2 separate regions of the Hordeum vulgare genome follow, and region 2 is linked to region 1. A link is a contact called in public HiChIP or PLAC-seq data. All regions are on one chromosome and are shown on one strand. Each heading gives the region's core, a stretch centred on a gene start, on an enhancer-like site or on the middle of the called end of the contact. The rest is flanking DNA. Distances are from core to core; before and after follow the strand shown. Region 1 holds the start of LOC123444919 (probable WRKY transcription factor 39). Region 2 holds the start of LOC123444921 (scarecrow-like protein 9).

Region 1 (3,021 bases), core at 210-2,709:
GACTTTGCTCTCCAGCTGCTATCTACCGCGCGGCTCTGCAGCTCTTCTTCATGGTACTCCGAGTCTCCCACGAATGGGACCGACCAGTGTGTGCAAAAAAACCTTATCCTGGAACTTCAACAGAAGCTAAATCTAGAGGGAAGTTGTGACCATTACGTTTGTGGATTACTACTTCCATACCAAAGTTAGCATGGCTGACGATATGAGCTCGAGGACGGGCTGATTTGATCAAATGTCCAACACCTATCTTTGTTTAGGTTTTTTCAACTGGGATTTCCCCTTTTCATTACTTTGACATGCCGAAAATACTAACATTGGTTTAGCAGATTTAGGGATACAGAAAGAGGGGAAGGGAAAGAGCCCAGTAGCGACTGCATAAGTTCGATCGGTTAGATGCATGCATATCCATACAGCGCAAGACTTCTTGAACAGGTAGAAAATGAAGTGCGTCTTTGCTTTAGGGATGGAGACATGGTCTTTCGCGGATTGGTGGCTAGGATAACAGGCTGGGTGCTCTACTGTTGGATTTCAACTTTCTCTCTCCTTTTTTACATTAGCTTGTTTGTGATCATCTGTCGTGATCTAAGCTTACTGTATGATAAATGTTGGTAGTTTGTATTAGGGGTCAAACCAGATGGTTTCCTAGAAATCAGAGGGGTGCCCTCTATTTTATTGCATCTTCTCTTTTTTACATTAGCTTGTTTTGTGATCCAACTATGTGTGCATGCATTCATAAAGAGCAAACATGGAACAGCCATCAAAGTACACTAGTTTAGAAGTTGAAGTAAGGCATGAAAATAGCTAGATGTATCGATCAACTGGGCCGCACCTGGGATGGGGGTTGTTCTTGATGAACTTCTGCCCGTACTTCCTCCACCTGTACCCGTCCATGGGCGTCTTCTTGCCGCCGCCGCAGCTCCTCACCTTGGTCACGTGCCTGCTCTCCGGCGCCGTACCCGGCGCTCCATACCTGCGGCTTTTCAAGCAAACACCATACACAGATTGCTTGATCAACAAACGCACAGCGATCGACCAGTGCAAAATACTCACGAGTGCACCTACAAATGGAGCGAGCCGTAGCGCTGGCTGGAGGTGTACGGCCGAGACCACAGCGCCTTCTCGATGTCCCTGATCGTAGGGCCGGAGTAGGCCGAGCACAGAGGCATACTCGACGCCGAAGCCGGCGGCAACGGCTCGTGCTCGGCCGCGGTGCTGCCGCCGCTGTTGCACGGCGTGGCGGCAGGGGCGCCTCCCGTGTCGCAGGAGCGGTGGCGCCCCGAGTCGTTGTCCGGATACATGGAGCCGAGGAGGCTGTCATCGCTGAGGAGCTCCCGTATGAGCTGCTCGTCGAGCTCACCGGGCCAAACGCCAGCGTCCTCGTCGTCGGCGGTGGCTGCGAGGTCGTGATCCCTGAGTGCATCTCCCATCTCTTGTTCCTGGACGAGGAGCCCACACTTGTGAAGGGATTGATTGGCCATATATAACCCGCGGCTCACAGGTGGAAATGGAAAAGGGAGTAGGCTAGTCGAGTCTTCTTACAGGAATGAAAAGTCAACCTGCACCGATGAAAAGAAGGTCCAGAAGCGTTTCAGGAGCCGTGGGATGACCACATGGCGGCTGCTCGGCCGTTGGATTCGACTGTGGCACCCTGTTGCACAAATGGGAAAATAGAGAATAAAAATGCTAAATGTACAAAGAATTACACACGCTTACACTGATTAGGATTCTTTCTTTTTAACTAACTCCTCTTCCCCTTAATCTTCAATCAAAATCCACCTATGTATAAAAAACCATGTAGTCCTACGTATGTATAGCATTACTATAGGGAATAGTCATCTCAAATAGGAAAATGTCCACCTTGGTTCTCAAATTGAAAAATGTCCATCTTGGTTTACTTTTTCTCTTGTGTTTTTTCCGAGAATGGGGAGGGGGGTAGAAACCCCACCGGTTGTCGTATTACTCAAGGACTTGGAAGTCGAACAAAGCATTCATCAAGTGAGAAAAATCACAAGGTAAAAAGGAGATAAAATAGAAACTAGGGAGAGGGAGGTCCATCCTAGATGACAACTAGGAAGCGAGAGGGAACAATCATGAGCTCCTGTCGGCCGGGGTCGATGAATAGTTTGCCTCGGACTAGGAGGTCATCTGATGCCCACGGAAGAACTTCACCCATGATGTATGGCTTGTCGTTGAAGACCACATCATTGCGGGCCTTTCAAATAGGCCAACAGAGAACAAACATGCCATCCCTCCAACGGGCACTAGAGACCGTAGCCGGAGGGGTAGAGGAGAGGACAACATGACTAGTTCGTTCATCGTCATATTTCTTTGCATGATCATATAGAGCTGACATAGTATTTGTGGCAAAGCCACCTTCCATCATGTTTTTAATACATGTCACGCTAGATCATTGCACATCCTCGTACACTGCTAGAGGCATTCTCAGAGAGTCATATCTTCCTACCAGTTCTCCATATTGAGTTGTAAGTAAATAAAAGTGTGATGATCATCATTGTTAGAGCATTGTCCCACTGAGGAAAGGATGATGGAGACTACGATTCCCCCACAAGTCGGGATGAGACCCCGGACGAAAAATAAATAAAATGAGGAGGAAAAATGAGCCCACCATATATTAAAAAAATTATGGGGGAGGCAAAAAAGAAAGAGAAAAGCCCACCATATAAAAATGAGAGAAAAGGAGAGAACGGACAATGCTACTATCCTTTACCCCACTTGTGCCTCAAAGTGCCACCACGATCTTCATACCGAGAGTCTCCTATGCCGTCACCTCCATATGCTAGTGGGAATTATCTTATCAGAACAAACTTGGCTTGTATATTTCAATGACGGGCTTCCTCAAACGCCCTAGGTCTTCATGAGCAAGCAAGTTGGATGCACACCCCACTTAGCTTCAGTTGAGCTTTCATACACTTGTATCTCTAGTGCATCATTTGCATGGAAATCCCCACTCCTTGCATTGACATCTATCGATGGGCATCTCCATAGCTCGTTGATACGCCT
Region 2 (3,021 bases), core at 288-2,787, 270 kb before region 1:
ATCCGGCCCGAAAATCTCTAAACGAGTTTTTTCGCGAACTCTAAACGCGTTTTACGGATCAGCTTTATACGGGGTCGGCTAGAGATGCTCTAAAGTTACTACAAAGTTAAAGCATTTCTTTTGCAACGGAGGGAGTATTTGATTGAAAAGGGGTGCACGAGTTTTCAAGAATGTGGCCTCTTCAATGAGCCATTGGTGAACTTTGCGGAAATTGGTTGACGTGGACCGATGAGAGGTATCATAGTATAGCTCTTTTTTTGGAGGGAGGGAGGGGGGAGGGGGTAATTTGTCCTTTGACGCTTTTCCCTCTTAATTCAAAGATACACAAAGCTACTACATGTTCTCGATATATTTCACGTATGTGTTTTGGTTGTTCCAAACCTCCCAACAGCAGGAGACGATCATTAGACGACATGCGATGATCTTCCTCCCTCGTGAGGTTTGTTGCCGTGTTGATCAATCCAAAGTTACAAACGGGGCATTCTATCACGAGGAGGGTTGAAAATTAAGACGTACCCACCATGTGAACCCAACATGCGTTCAGTCTACAATTTTTACCGTCGAAGGGAGATAACTATATTATCTTAAGGAGTAGTATAAAGATTCACACGTCAGAGAGAGGGATCAAGTCATGCAATACGCCCCCACACAACTCTGTCCTACCAACCGATGCCAACACACACATGGGCAACACCATCGGTCTACAATTTGCTATCACCACACCCACGGATTAATTTACTGCAAGAGAAGGTGACATGTACGTCAAACGCCAATGCTAGACTAGACGGGTGCTTAATTTTCTAGTAATATGCATTTGTCTGGTTCTCTTCACCACTGAGTGATCTTCACAGAAAGGTCAAGCATATGGTTTTGGTGCAGCATCCCATTGACAACACTTCCACATCTTTCATGCGGAGAACGCACAACTGTATAGAGTACGGGGTTACTCTCTACTCCCTCCGTCTCGGTTTACAAATCCGATACATATATTTAGATCGTTAATTTGATCAACTTAATGGGAGACATATATAACAAAAAATATATTATTAGAAATTTTAGATGTTGTATTTTCTAATGATATAGTTTTTATGTTAAATAATATAATTTATATATGTCAAATTGATGATCTAGATGTACGTGCATGTCTTCTAAACTGTGACGGAGGAAGTACTACAAATTCATGTTTGTTTAAATGGCTAAGCAGAAAATTCATGTGTGTGGATTGGAAGAGTTGCGGAGCTGGCAAGGAGGTCAAAGAGCGGTCCAGTCAGGCGTCAAGCCCCGATTGCCCGAAGCAATCAGCACAGCTCAGCCAGCATTGCCGCTGGTCCACGAGCACAGGTCTCCACCCCACCCCGCCCGTCCCCGTCTCTGCTGCCCGTGCGGCCCGGTCGCCACACCCGACGTCCCACGATGCTTCCCCGAAACTTCCCTCCGTGCACCGCGCCCACCACGTACGTAGCTCCAGCTGCGCGTGAGCTCACCCCGCGGCCGGACGTGGACGGGGCGCACCACGGCTGTGTGGTCTCGTGGGTGTCGACACTTCCGCCGCCGATTCACAGGGCTGGCTGAGACTCGCGCGCCTCTCAAAAGAACACCCATTTTCCTTTTCCCCCATTTATCACCCCTCCTCCTCGCGCTCCCAGAGCTCCGCTCGCCGCCACCTCTCCTCCTCCCTCGGCTCGCGACGCAGGTACCCGACACCTCTACCCATCGCCGGCGTCGGCCCACGACACCTCTGCCCATCGTCAGTGCCGAGTCGACAAAGCCGCCGCGTAGATTCCGCGCTCATCTCCTTCTATTTCTGCGCATCTGCCAGGTGGGAGATTGGAGTGTCTGCCCGCCCGCCTTAACCGCCACACCCTTGCATGCCCTGCGGCGGCGGCGGCGGTGTAGGTGCAGCGCCGAGCCCGCGTAGATGGTCATGGACGCCGCGCTCTACGACTGGTGCGGGCCGCTGCCCGCCGGATCCAAGCTGCCAATCCACCCCCAGATCACCGCGGAGGACCTCGAGTCGCTGCTTCTCCTGCCGTCCGACGGCGCCGACGCGGCCGCCTACCTGAATGCCGCGCCGGCTCCCCTGCTGCCTGCCTCGGCCGACACCGCGTCGCCGCCGCCGCCACCCGGAGACGCCTCGGCCCCCTCACCAGCCGCGCCGGACGACTCGGAGGTGTTCTCCGACATCGTGCTGGGCTACATCAACCGCATGCTCATGGCCGAGGACATCGACGAGAAGTTCGACCACTACCCAGCCCACCCGGCGCTGCTCGCCGCCGAGAAGCCCTTCCTCGAGATCCTCGCCGACCAGCCGCCCTGCTCGGGCGGGAGCACGGTCGAGAGCCCGGACGGCAGCAGCGTCACCACCAACTCCTTCAACAGCCTCGCTTCCTGCAACTGCGCCGCGCCTTCCGGTGGCCTCTGTGCCATGCAGGCGCCGCCCGCTCTCGAGTTCCCCACGCCGGAGTTCCCGCACCCGCCGCACTTCTATCAGGATCTGAGCCCTGAGAGCTGCGTGGTGGAAGCAGGCGGCGCGTGGCCGCCGTGCGACCCCATGGAATTCAACCCTCTTCCTGACGCGCTGCTCTCACAATCCTCGTCCTTCGCGTCTTCAAATGGCAGCAGTGTTGCATTTCCAGAGGGCTTCGAGCCGTGGCTCAGCACGGCGGATGCTGTGCCTCATGCTGCCTTGAGCGATTTTGTTCTGCAGAGCCAACAAGCGGCGCAGTTCAGCCGAGGATTTGAAGAGGCGAGCAGATTTCTGCCTCAAGAGAGCAAGCTTGTGATTGACCTTGACAGTTTACCGTCAGTTTGGGTGAAACAAGATAACAAGGTTGTGGAGGTCAAGAGAGAGAAGGCTGATGCTCAAGTGGCAATTCATCGAGGAAAGAAGCATTTCTATGGTGACGACTTGGATGCAGATGAAGTGAGATGCTGCAAGCATTCAGCGCCTGTCGTCGACGCAGATCACCTTGTGCGGGAGATGATGGACAAGGTCTTGCTATGTGACGGGGAGACATGCTC

The links. HiChIP or PLAC-seq counts read pairs in DNA pulled down with a chosen protein or histone mark.
Region 2: an H3K4me3 HiChIP or PLAC-seq map of embryo shows a contact between it and region 1, with 4 times the contacts expected there. The contact joins the promoter of LOC123444921 here to the promoter of LOC123444919 in region 1. A contact is called at or near these places in 1 of 6 Hi-C or Micro-C datasets (seedling) and 1 of 1 datasets of contacts at active chromatin or transcription factors (embryo).

What each region holds. Positions count from the first base shown.
Region 1 is chr3H:549,363,894-549,366,914 of MorexV3_pseudomolecules_assembly, reverse strand. It overlaps LOC123444919 (probable WRKY transcription factor 39), which reads right to left and starts at 1,459. Exons shown (of 3, transcript XM_045121805.1): 1 at 1,063-1,459; 2 at 830-976. The coding sequence starts at 1,427.
Region 2 is chr3H:549,629,739-549,632,759 of MorexV3_pseudomolecules_assembly, reverse strand. It overlaps LOC123444921 (scarecrow-like protein 9), which reads left to right and starts at 1,537. Exons shown (of 2, transcript XR_006631045.1): 1 at 1,537-3,021.